Linked DNA regions of Oryctolagus cuniculus: region 1 is linked to region 2. A link is a contact called in public Hi-C data. All regions are on one chromosome and are shown on one strand. Each heading gives the region's core, a stretch centred on a gene start, on an enhancer-like site or on the middle of the called end of the contact. The rest is flanking DNA. Distances are from core to core; before and after follow the strand shown.

What was found. A called contact is a pair of places that touch in the nucleus more often than the background predicts.
Region 1: a Hi-C map of an unstated tissue shows a contact between it and region 2, with 2.6 times the contacts expected there. The contact joins two enhancer-like sites. A contact is called at or near these places in 2 of 6 Hi-C or Micro-C datasets (ear pinna and an unstated tissue).

What each region holds. Positions count from the first base shown.
Region 1 is chr7:133,069,802-133,076,330 of mOryCun1.1, reverse strand. LOC138850672 (a long non-coding RNA gene) reads left to right here. Exons shown (of 4, transcript XR_011390764.1): 3 at 1,235-5,150; 4 at 5,257-6,529. Among named protein-coding and RNA genes, the nearest start is that of BMP8B, 15 kb to the left of the region's middle. Within about 2 kb of position 3,895, at least 1 of the 8 cell types and tissues checked has an H3K27ac peak or open chromatin away from gene starts, as enhancers often do.
Region 2 is chr7:132,823,484-132,829,513 of mOryCun1.1, reverse strand. It overlaps PPT1 (palmitoyl-protein thioesterase 1), which reads right to left. Exons shown (of 9, transcript XM_002715190.5): 6 at 716-806. Among named protein-coding and RNA genes, the nearest start is that of PPT1, 20 kb to the right of the region's middle. Within about 2 kb of position 2,238, at least 1 of the 8 cell types and tissues checked has an H3K27ac peak or open chromatin away from gene starts, as enhancers often do.

The sequences.
Region 1 (6,529 bases), core at 2,646-5,145, 250 kb before region 2:
GTAGGAGACTCAGATGGAGTTCCAGGATCCTGGCTTCAGCCTGGCCTTTTGTAGAGTGGACAATCTCTCTCTCTCTGCCTTTCAAATAAATCTTTAAAAATAATAGCAGAGGGGCTGGTGTTGTGGTATAGCAGGTAAAGCTACCACCTGCAATGCTGGCATCCCATATGAGCAGTGATTTATGTCCTGGCTGCTCCACGTCCAATCCAGTTCTTTGCTAATGGCCTGGGAAAGCAGCAAAAGATGGCCCAGTGCTTGGGCCCCTGCTATCCATGTGGGAGAGCCTGATGAAGCTCCTGGCTTTGGCCTGGCTTAGCCCTGGCAATTGCGGCCATTTGGGGAATGAACCAGTGGATGGAAAATCTTTCTCTCACTGTCTCTCTCTCTCTCTCTCTCTCTTTTTTTTTTTTTTTTTTTTTTTTTTTTTTTTTTTTTTGACAGACAGAGTGGACAGTGAGAGAGAGAGAGAGAGAAAGTTCTTCCTTTTACCGCTGGTTCACCCTCCAATGGCCGCCACAGCCGGCGCGCTGTGGCTGGCGTACTGCGCTGATCCGATGGCAGGAGCCAGGTACTTATCCTGGTCTCCCATGGGGTGCAGGGCCCAAGGACTTGGCCATCCTTCACTGCACTCCCTGGCCACAGCAGAGAGCTGGCCTGGAAGAGGGGCAACCGGGACAGAATCCGGCGCCCTGACCGGGACTAGAACACGGTGTGCCGGCGCCACAAGGCGGAGGATTAGCCTAGTGAGCCGCGGCGCCGGCCTCTCACTGTCTCTTTTATGCAATTCTTTCAAATAAATTAATTTTAATAATAATATTATTAATAGCAGAAAGGCACAGGGGACTGAGACTGCAGAGGTGGCCGGAGCCCTTAGGGTCCGGCTGAGGGGTTTAGGCAGCACCTGACATGGTCCTCCAGGGGCTGTGGTGGGGAGAGGGCCTCTGGGTAGAGGCACGGGAGTGCTGCAGGGCTTAGTGAGGTGGTGAGGCCGGGAGCAGGGAGCAGAGGGGATGCAGGAGGAGCAAGACCCGGAGGACTTACTGACTCCCTGACATGGGAGTGAGGAGGAGGAGGGAGGATGCTGAGAAATATTTACTGGGCACTTCCTGTGTGGCACCTTACAAGGAGTCTTCAAAAAATTTGTGGAAAATATGAATTATGAAGAGACTATACAGAGTTCAAAATTCTTCACACCAAAAGGAGCTTAACAAAAACTTTATGTGTTTAATTGAAGGGTGGAATGACAGAGAGATCTTCCATCTGCTGGCCGACTCCCCCAAATGCTGGCAACAGCCAAGACTGGGCCAGGCGGAAGCAAGGAACCTGGACCTCCATCAGGTCTCCTGCGTGGGTGGCAAGGACCTAAGAGCTTAGGCCATCATCCACTGCTTTCCAGTCGCTTTAGCAGGAAGCCGGATTAGAAGCAGAGCAGCCGGGACTCAAACCGATGCTCCGACTGGGGATGGTGGTGTGTGGTAAGCAGTGGCCAAAAACCAGCCCTAACTTTTGGTTCCATTTTTCCACGAACTTTTTGAAGTCCCCCTGTAGCAAGGGATTCGCGTTTATGCCACTGAATCCTCGAAGCATCCTGATGATGTTGGTACTATCATTATCCCCGGCTAGCAGATGGGTACTGGGATCAGAGGGACCCCAGCCTCTGCGGAGGTCACTCTCCGTGTCCCGGGCCATCTCCCCTGGGTGCTAGGCTGCTGCTGGCCACCAGGGGGCAGAGACGGGCCAGGAATTCAGAGCGGCCCGGTGTGCTCCTGAACAGCTCTGGCCTTTCTTTGTGGTGAGAGCTCGGCGGTCACTGGTCCTGACCTCCTGTCGCTCGGTTTCCCACAGGGTGAGCGGAGGCGCAGCGAGGGGCAGTGACCAGCCCAGGTGGCCGAGCCACCCAGAGCCACGAGTGGGGCCGGGACTCCCGGCTCCCAGCAGCCCGGCCTCCGTTTCCCCTCCGCGCTAGGGGTGGGCAGGCAGGCGTGGATCCGAGCCGAGCCCGCGGACTCCGCAGCCACGCGTGCTCCCTCCACGCCACGCGGCCCCCGCTGCCGAGCGAGGCTCTTTGTCACTCAGCCGTGCGCGCCGCGGGGCCGGCCTCCCTGCGAGACCGCGGAGAAGACGAACGCCGGGGCCGGGCGCAGCGGAAGTTCTCCGGCGGGTTCCTTCTTGATAGCGAGTTCCTTCTTGATAGCGAGTTGCCCAGCAACCGCGCGAGGCGGGAGAGGCGGCGAGGCTGAGGGGCGAGGTGGGGCTGGGCGCATGGGGCCCCCGCCGCCGCCGCCTCGGGAGGGCCTCCTCCTCCCGACATCCTCCACCCCTCCTCCCGACATCCTCCACCCCTCCTCCCGACATCCTCCGCTCCTCCATGGGGCACGTGGTCCCGGGGTACAAGAAGGGGAGTGGACCACGTGGCAAGAGCAGCAGTGAGGTCGAGGCACTGGGCATGGGGCAGTGAGCCCCGGGGGGAACAGGAGGCCAGGCCCGCTGCTTCAGGCTTGGGCCGCCTCTGCCTGGCCTGGGAGGCTGATCTTCCACACAGAACCGGACCCTGGAGGTCAGCTTACGGCATGGGCAGCCTCGGGGCCACCCTCAGGGATGGGAGCTTCCTCAGCCGGGGCCACGCCAGGGCCAGAGAGTGCTGGCGGGAAGAAGGCATCAAGGCGAGCCCTCCTTGAGTGTCAGGTTGATTTGGGCCAGGGGGCCTCGTGCAGCCCAGGGCACATCCGGGTCCTGGCGCCAGAGCTTGGGGTCGTGTTTTGAGATTGCACTCACAGGCGTTGTCCCCACCGCACAAGACCGCGCAGGATGGGTCTACACAAGGTCCCACGTGCCAGGCAAGGTCCAGCTCCACACCCTGCCCCACTTGGCACCACGGGGCCCTGGCGTGGGGCTGCATCCCTGGGACTGTCCTGGGCACCAACATGGGCGGGCTTGGCCCTGCCGCAGCAGTCCCCGAGGCACAGCGCTTCGGGCCAGCCCCTAATTTGGGTGAAGGAGAAACTGGGAGGGAGCTGGTCTCTCGTCCAGACCCTGCCCTTGGGGGGAGCCGGGGGAGGAGCGGGTAAGCGGTGGCCCTCTCCGGAAGCTGGAGGCTGGAAGCCGGAAGCTAGAGTTCTTCGTTCCCCCCCACAAACATCCCCCGAGCCCTACGCCGCTACCCGGGCCCAGGCCCAAGTGCCCACCGATGACTACGTCTGACCCCCTGTGCATTCTGCCATTTCTCATTCACCCTGGACCCCATCTTTCCCGCTCTGATGAGCCGGGATTCCAGGCCCTGGGCTCCCTGGGTGTCTGCGGAGCCCCTGGGTGGAATCAGCCCGGAAGTCAGCGGTGTGGGGCGGCCCCGGCGGTCTGGCCGCAGCCTCCCGAGGCCGTGTGAGGACCCGCGCTGGCCTGGCCGCCAGGTCAGATTCCTCAGCCGAGGAGCAGCAGGGACGAGGAAAGGCGGCCAGCGCGGCGGGAGGACGCCTTTGTACCAGGTATTTTTCTCAACGGCAGGGCTGGGCCGCCTGCCAGGTGCCAGGGCGCGGCTCTGGCCGCCCGCCTGGGCAGCAGCTTTGCCGCCAAGCCCTGTACCTGGCCCCGCGGCTCCTTCCCGCGCTTCCTGGGCCAGGCCCGGCAACGCGAGCAGCAGGGCTGAGGGGCAGACAGGGTCGGCGGCCAGGTCCCCGGCGCTGGAGCCGGGAGGGAGATGGGACTCGTCGGAGCTCCAGTGGCGCCTGCTTCCTTCCAGAGCAAGTGTTTACAAATACAAACCGTGCTCCACAAAGTGGGATAGCCCTGGGACGTTGGCCCTGGGCTCTGCTCTCACTGGCTCCGTGACCGTGGGCAGGTCACTGAGCTTTTCTGTTCTCATCTGCGAAATGGGGCCCACCTCAGCAGGTGCGGTGAGGATTTCGTGGTGTGTCAGGCGCACAGCAAGAGCTGTGGGTGTCTTTGCTGCCACCCTGATGGTGATGTGGTGGTGTGCGGGGGTGGGGAGTGCATAATGTGAATCAAGCCTCTTGGTTGCACAGAACAGAAACTGGCTCGGGCAGATGGGGGGAGTCATGGCTAGTCTTCAGAGGTGTGTGCCCGTAGTCCCAGGGTAGGGAACGTGATGGGACCACGGAGGCCACTGGGAAGCCAGGAAGCTTCTCTCCCGGCCCCTCCTCACCTTTCTGCCCATCATCACTCTCGGCCTGCTCAGCGCTTCCGCTTGCTCCACTGCTCTGAGCACCTGGCTGGACACGGCCAATCTCAGTGCCTAGGTGACAGCAGAAATGGACTTGTATGTGTCTGTGTGTGTGTGTGGTTTTTTTTTTTTTTTTTAAACAATTTATTTGTAGAGCAACAGAAAGAGAGAGAGCACACTCTTCCACTCTGTGGTTTACTCCGCAGATGGCAATGGCAGGCCGGGGCTGGGCCAGACCAAAGCCAGGAGCCAGAAACTCCATCTGCGTCTTCCAGCTGAGTCGCAGGGGTCGGGAATTAGCAGGAAGCTGGAGTGGAAGCTGAGCAGCCAGGACTCAAACCCATGCACCATCAGGTTACTGGTGCTCCAAGCAGTGGCTTAACCTGCTGCGCCGCTACGCGGGCCAAGCCCGGGGTCCCCACTGCACACTCAGTCGCGCCCGGTACACGGCCATTAGGTCGCCTGGGGCCTGCCTGTGGGAGGAATTCCTGCAGTTCTCAGGGGTCCCTGGTTAGTCCTCACAAGAGGGCAGTTATAAAACAGCAAGACTGTCCCTTCCGGCTCCCTGGCCCCACCCCGCCATCATGATGCCACTGGCCATCTGGCCCCACTGGAGCCCAGCAGAAGCCGGTACAGCACTTTTCCCCTCCCTGTTTTTATAAACAAAGTTTTCACATTCAAGAATTTTATTTATGGGGGATTTTTTTATTTATGATTGAATACATGTCCAATATAAATATAGGGTAAATAAATATAGCTGGCTCTTCAAGCATGTAATTTTTCTTTATGGTGACAACTTTCAAAATCCCACCTCCAAGGTTGTTTTTAAAATAGAGAAGTCCACGTGATCTGCGGCCCCTTCCCGTGCAGGAGGATCCAGAACTTCATACTCCTGACTGTGACTTAGCCCCGTGCATCAGCCTTCCCCCCTTCCTACCTCCCCACCGTGCCACGCTCTTGAACCTCCAGAACGGTGAGCTAAATAAGCCTCTTTTCTTTATAAACCTCCCAGCCTTGGGTATTTAATTTAGCAACAAAAAAATGCCCCAATACAGACTGGAATCTCTAAATGCTGACAGCGAAATCACAGGCAGCAGAACCCATCGCCGAGCCCCTCAACTGTGGCTGGAGGCACTGCCAGGGCCCCACCCCGGGCACCCAGAGAGAAGAGGAGCTGGGCCGGCTCCCCCAGGAGCAGCTGTTCTAATGACGCTTGGAGCCGGGTCAGGGAACCCATGCGTTAGTCCTGGTGTTGCGGCTGGAAATCCCCTTTTCCTCTTGCCAGCCTTGATGATGTCTGTAGGCCTTTATCACCGCACTTGGGCTGTTATCATTACTCACTTATGTACTTGTCATCCTCCATGACTGTCTTTCAACGCAGCCACGATCTGCCCGTCACCAGTCTAGTGTCAGGGACACAGGGATGAACCCAGCTCCCACAGCTCAGGCTGCTTGGCGCGTAGCCACGTGAAATGGATCGGTCTCACCGTGCTTCCACCGGGCTCAGGGGCTGGAGGCTTTCTTCCCGCACCGTCAGCGGTGTCAAGATCCCATCCTGGGGCCTGCAAGGCCGGCATCCCCTGTGGACACTGGTTTGAGTCCCGGCTGCTCCACTTCTGATCCAGCTCCCTGCTGGTGTACCTGGAAAGATAGTGGAAGGTGGCCCAAGTCCTCTGGCCCCTGCACCCACATGGGAGCCTGGAAGAAGCTCCTGACTCTTGGCTTCGGATCGGCTCAGCTCCAGCTGTTGTGGCCATTTGGGGAGTGAACCAGCATATGAAAGATCTCTGTCTGCTTCTGCCTCTCTGTAACTCTGTCTTTCAAATAAATAAATAAATAAAACTTTTTATTAAAAAATCCCATCTTTTGCTGGGATTATGAGATTCCTGAGCTGTCAGGAGTATGCATGCCCACGGGAACCGGCACAAGCCGGCATCACTGCTGCTGGGTGAGTGGAGGGCAGCAGTAGGCAGCTGACGAGGAGCAGAGTGGTGACCAAGCCTCCTCAGCAGGACGACACAAAGCTGCTTGGAGGCCACGGCTGGTGGCCGCTGCTGGCGAGCTTACTGCTGCCTTTGCTCTGTCCGCATCTCTGCTTCCATCTTGGATCACAGATCTCTGCTAGAATCAACCCCGTCCCTGTTCTCCGCCCGAGTCCCCCCTCCCTGGCCTCCCTGTGAGCGAGGATGAGCAGGAAGGGCAGACAGACGCCCTCTGTGCTCCTTCCAGTCCACTGTGAACACGTGAACTTGATACTTCAGGGACATCCTGAGTTCTCCAAACTCCCTTCTCTCCAGAAAGCCCAGCACTTGGCTCTCACACCTCGTCCGTGTGAGCATCCACACGGAAGTC
Region 2 (6,030 bases), core at 989-3,488:
AGAAAGGCCGCAGCGGTCACGGCCGCCGCCAGCTCCCAGCAGGGGTGAGCGCCCTCGGGTGCTCTGGTGGTCCCGACCCTGGCCCACCGTGTTTCTTGCCCTGGCAATGGGCGGCTTTTCCCGCTTTCCGCTGCAGCCTCCCCCTGCCGTCCTCACTGGCTGACGCTGTCCCACAGTCCACAGGCACCAGCACACAGCCAGAGGAAGGCACGCAAAGCAAGCAGCTACACACCCTGGGCGGTTCTGCTCTCCTAGTCTGCGTCTGCTGTTTCCTGCCTTCCCCTTCACATTTTTGTCTGAAGAAACCACAAAAGCTTCCAGATGAGGCTAAAGTGAAGCCATGGCCTCCCCTCGCCCACCCACCCCCCATGCTCATGGCTGGGTCACACTCCCTCCCTCCACAGTCTCTCTTCTCCATCTCTCCTCTGAGAAAATCGGCTCCAGAAAGGGATCCCTGGGAAGGCTTCCCTCACGCAGGACAGCAGCTGTGAGTTCCTTGGCCCACCCACACCTGCTGACCCGGGCCGCTGCTGCACCACCAGCAAAGGGAGCGGACTTCAGGGAAGAAGGCCAGAGGACTTCCAGCCTCCCTATAAGGGACCTGATCTCAGAAGCACCACCTCCCAGCCACAGATGTTCCATTTCCCGGCGCCGCCCCGCAGCGCGGGTCCCACTGCCAACTCGTTTCTGCTGCTGTGCGGGCGCGGGTGCTCACCCGCTCCTGATTGATATCCGCCAAGAAGATGCTGTGGTTGCGGTACATGTCCTCCTTGATGGGGTCATGCCAATATTCTGCTTGCACCAGGCTGCAGAGAGAGAGAGAGAAAGGTGACCAGGCTGTGTGTCAGCAGGCCCAGGGCATGCCCCAGCGAGCAGGCCACCTCCCAAGAGGCTTTGCTCTCTCCTAGGGAAGAAGAGACTTGCACCTGTGGAGTAGCTCACCAGCACAGTATCTTGTGAAGACTTGGACCAGCTGATCAGCATGGCGCAGAAAGTCCAAGAGAGTTAGGAAAAGCCTGCTCAGTATTTGGTTCCCTGAGGCATGGAGCCTTCTCCCACCGTCATGGAGGCTTCTCCCACCACCGTGCACCTCCTGCGCCCTCCCACAAGCCCGCCTCCCTCCCTCTGCTTTGCTCCCTACTCATCCTGCAGCACTCAGCTACCCACCCCCCCCCCCGCCTCTGCCCCTCCATCCGGTCACTGTCCCTCCAGCCATCTTGCCATGCTCAGGCTGCGATGGAGGCCGAGCTGCTCAGAGCTGCTCACGCAGTGCCAAGTGGGGACACCAGATTTCAGAACCCTGGGACGTGATGCTGTTTGGAAGAACAAAGAGCAGCCCCGTGGCTGTCACAGCTCTCACTAGAACAGACCAGGGAAGGCATCTGTGTTCACATGAACTTGCTCTCCTGTCTCCTTCCTCTTCCCTTCCCCTTCAGGTCCATCCACAGCCATCGTTGAAACTGACGGGTCTACCCCAAGGCCTCCCGCAGAAAGCGGGGCGGAGCGCAGGGAGGGGCCCTGAAGCTCAGGTTGGCAGGGAAGAAACAAATCCCTGCACAGGAGCTTTCCCTGGCCAGCGTGCAGAAGCTGCCCAGAGGCAGTGGCCAGAGGAGCCCAACTCAGCGGAGCAGAACGACGCTAGGACCCAGTGGCACTGAGGCCCGGGCCGCAGTCGTCTGGTGACATCCTATAATCTGTTACTAGGAGTATCTATAGTCCTTTAAATGTGGAGTTTCACTGAGGTTTTAAAATGTGGTGCACTCTGGGGCTGGCGCTGTGGCTCATTTGGCTAATCCTCCACCTGCGGCACCGGCATCCCATATGGGTGCCGGGTTCTAGTCCCAGTTGCTCCTCTTCCAGGCCAGCTCTCTGCTGTGGCCCGGGAGTGCAGTGGAGGATGGCCCAAGTGCTTGGGCCCTGCACCCGCATGGGAGACCAGGAGGAAGCACCTGGCTCCTGGCTTCGGATTGGTGCAGCACTGGCCGTAGCCGCCATTTGGGGAGTGAACCAACGGAAGGAAGACCTCTCTCTCTGTCTCACACTGTCTATAAATCTACCTAATTAAAAAAAAAATTAAAATGTGGTGCACTTTGGAATTTGTTAAATGCTGCTCTCAGTCCTGGTCTGGCCCTGCCGTTTCAGCCTTGCCATCACGCACACGGCCGCGGCCTGGAAGCTGTCTGGCACCCAGCACATGCTGGGTCAGGGCCAGAGCTGGAGGTCAGCCCAGGCCTGAAGGAAGCTGGTGCTGGAGGAGGGCGGGGAACAGGCAGGGCAAAGCCTCCAATGAGCGCGGGAGGGTGGCAGGCGCGGAGATGCCGGGCACGGCTCGCACTCCCTCCTCCGGCCCAGCGGGACAGGCTCAGGATGGCTGGGGCGGAGGCGTGGAGGCAGCAGTCACAGGTTACCTTCCCACAGGAATAGGAAACGCGGTGAGAGGCCCACAGGCAGAAATGAGGGAGATTCTGTAAGCCCGGTGCCTGGGGGCCAGGGGCGGAGGGGGAGCAGGGGGTCGGGAGGCCGCCCGAGGAGAACCGCGGGTGTGCACGCCGAGCACCTCGGAGCCGAGCGCTGGGAGCCCAGGCTGGCGGGCGCCAAGGCCAGCTCCCGAGGCCACACCTGCCTGCTTGGCCCCTGCGGAACACTCACACAGCACCTCCTGTCTGCCGTGCCTCTGTCTACACACCTTACACCCTACACCCGGTGACCTGCTTCGCGAACGCCCGCCGCACCGCAAGGGAGAGGCTGTCGTCTGGGGCGGCCAGGACGCCTGGGGTGGGCGGGCAGCTGGCCCACCCTCCGCCAGCCACACTCCTCCCCACACCCCACGCTGTCTTCGCTATACTTTGGCGCCGACGTGGATGGTATCAGCTTTGGGTCAGACAAACCTGGGATCACAGCCACTTTAGTCCCCTGAGCCTGTCTTGTCAAAGTTTAACAAGATGGGCGTGCTGGGCCCACACAGGATACAAGCTCAATGGAAGACTGCAATATTGCATCTGTCATAATCTGTTGTGTTCCCCCTCTGCCTCTGTCTCTCCGTCTTTCTGTGTTACTCTGCCTTTCAAATAAAAAAATAAATCTGCAAAAAAAAAAAAAAAATGTAGGGGCCGATGTTATGAAATAGTAGGTAAAGCCATTATCTCTGATGCCCGCATCCCATATAGATGTCAGTTCGTATCCCGGCTGTTCCACTTCTGATCCAGTTCCCTACTAAAGGCGTGGGAAAAGCAGAAGATGATGGCCCAAGTATTTGGACCCCTGACACCCATGTGGGAGACCCAGATGAAGCTCCTAGTTCCTGGCTTCTGCCTGGCCCAGCCCTGGCCAATATAACCACCTGGAGTATGAACCAGTGCTTGAAAGATCTCTCTCTTTCCCTCTGTCTCTCCCTCTCCCTGTCACTCTTTCAAAAAATAATACATTTTTTAAAAATTAGGGTAGCCTCTGTGTGTGAGGTAGGTGGGTGGTGCAGTGGTTAAATCACCGCACGGGATGCGTGCATCCCCTACCACAATGCCCGGTTAAAGTCCTGGCTTCTCCACTTCCAGCTCCGTGCTAACATATAACCTGGGAAGCAACAGACAATGGCCCCAGCACTTGGGAACCTGCCATGCATGTGGGAGATCCAGACTGAGTTCTGGGCTCCTAGCTTCACCTGGCCCAGTGCTGGCTGTTGTTGGCATTTGGGGAATGAACCAGCAGATGGAAGATCTCTTTGTCTCTCTGCCTTTCAAGTAAAGTGAAAATAAACAAATTTTAAAAGTATACGTGTATGCGTGTAACACAAACCAGTGAGGAAAAGACAAAGCACCCCACAGGAAAATGGGCAGAGGCTATGAACAGAAATAGAAAATTCCAGAAAGGGAAACCCGAGTGGCCAATAAACAAGGCCATGCAGGTCAGGAAGAGGAACCACCGCACACGTATCTGACTGGCAAAGGTTTAAAAGGCACAGGATCAAAGGTTAATAACAATGGCAAAACAGGAACTCTCACACCCTGTTGGTGGGAATATAAACTGGTATAACCACTTTGGCAATACTGAGTAAAGTTTAAAATGCACATAAAAGGAGCCTGCAGAAGTTCATGGGAAATGGGTAATATGAAAACACGATGCATAGACTTCAAATTGTGTGCACCAAAGTAAACATCTTTTAATTCCATTTACACGTGAACTTCAGAGGTGCCCTGGTACTGATGACTGCTATATAGACACAGCCAGCACGCACGGAGCGTTTCTCAAGCACTGTTCTCAGTCCTCCGCAGCTGTAGCTCATTTCATCTCTACAACTCACAGGGTCTAATTACTGTCCTATTTTGCAGGTGAAAATGAGGCAGAGAGGTTAAGTAAATGACCTCATGAATAACTGATGGAGCCTACAATGTAAATTCTACTTGGACATAAATTCTTATCCACAGACCCTGTTCAAGGCAAACTGTTACACTGAGGAACCCGGCAGCACAATGTGGGACTCAATATACTGTGGTGTACTCACATCCCAGAAAGCCAGACAGCAGCTAAGATGGAGAACTGCATGTAGACATAACAGTATGTGTAGATCTCAAAAACATGATCTTGAGTGAAAAAAATGTCCTACAGAATGACGTGCACCACTAGACATCCACTATGTGAAAACTTAAATACACAACATAACACCATATGTATATTACTGACTTGTAACACATGACTCTAGTATTTTCTAAGGGACAGAAAGCACACTATCATCTCTTGATAACAGTTGCAGAGGGAGGGAGGGTAGGGAATGGGATCAAGAAGAGATACTCAGAAGAATTCAATGTGATCTGAAACATTCTGGTGCTTTACAAAACCCAGAGGCAAACAGGATAAAATGTTAGTCCCAGGCTCTGAGTTCACAGTGATTCATTACATTACTCTCTGGCTTTTCTGCATGGCTGAAGTCCATGCAGAGGGCTTGAGCAGGTGCCTCAATGGGTCCAGAGAAGGAAACGGCAAGTTCATCAGCTGAAAGCAAAGGCAGAGGGAAAGTGGGACGGCTGAGCAAGAGCACTCTGACATCTGCTGGGGGCAGAGAGGGGCGCAGGCCCTGCCAAGCCCCAGGACACGTGGGCTGCCCAGGGGACCTGGGGAGGGCAAGTCACTGGGAAAAATAAACGAGCTCTTTAACCCTCCCACTCCCCCTGAGCTGGCCCAAGAAGACAAGTGGCCAAGGCCAGGGCAATTTTATTCACTGTGGTACGGGGTGCAGGCGCAGCAGGGAGAGACCTGGAGGAAGAAGGTCAGGAAGGGCTGACAGTACCTGCAAAGGTGGACTGGTACACATGGTCCCAGCACTCTGGGCATGGCTAACGACAGATGTGGGGATGCAACCTGAGCTGGGCCATGTCTCCTCCCCAGGAATCTGAACTAGGACCAGGAGATGACTGACATCATCCAAAGGGAAGATCGGCACTTGCGCGCCGCCTGTGCGAGGCCACCTCTCACCACGTGGGTAGCTGGAGAGGAAAAAGGCACAGCACAGAGAAGCTGTGATGACAGCTGCAAGGGACACTCCGGCTCCTGCTGGCTCCGTGTCCTGATTCCGTGCCCCCTGAGGCCTGGCCACCAGAAGATATAATATGACTTTCTTTTCCAGTTTATTTTGGCTTGATTTGGTTTCCTTTTTATAACCAGAATCCTCCCTAATACAAAGGGCAACCAGGGCCAGCACAGCAAAGAGAAGTCTCTCTCTGTCGCTTTAAGCGTTCACCACCCCCTTCCCACCGCTCAACGTGAACGACTTTCCTCTTGAAGCTGCATGTCAGCCATCTGTTAAAATGAGATTTTCACCCAAAGTAATTTTAAAGAGAGAAAAGCAAACACTTCTACGAAATTAGAAAGGGATCCTAAAAGTTAATCTGCAAATGAGCTGTTAGGGAAACGGGAAGGATTTCTCACGGAAACTGTTATAAACGGTGAGCTCCACCCCGGCTCACAAACCTAGTTCACCTGCAACACCACAAAACACTGCGAATCATTCCTCTTCTCTGCCTCCTTGGCGATCCCCTC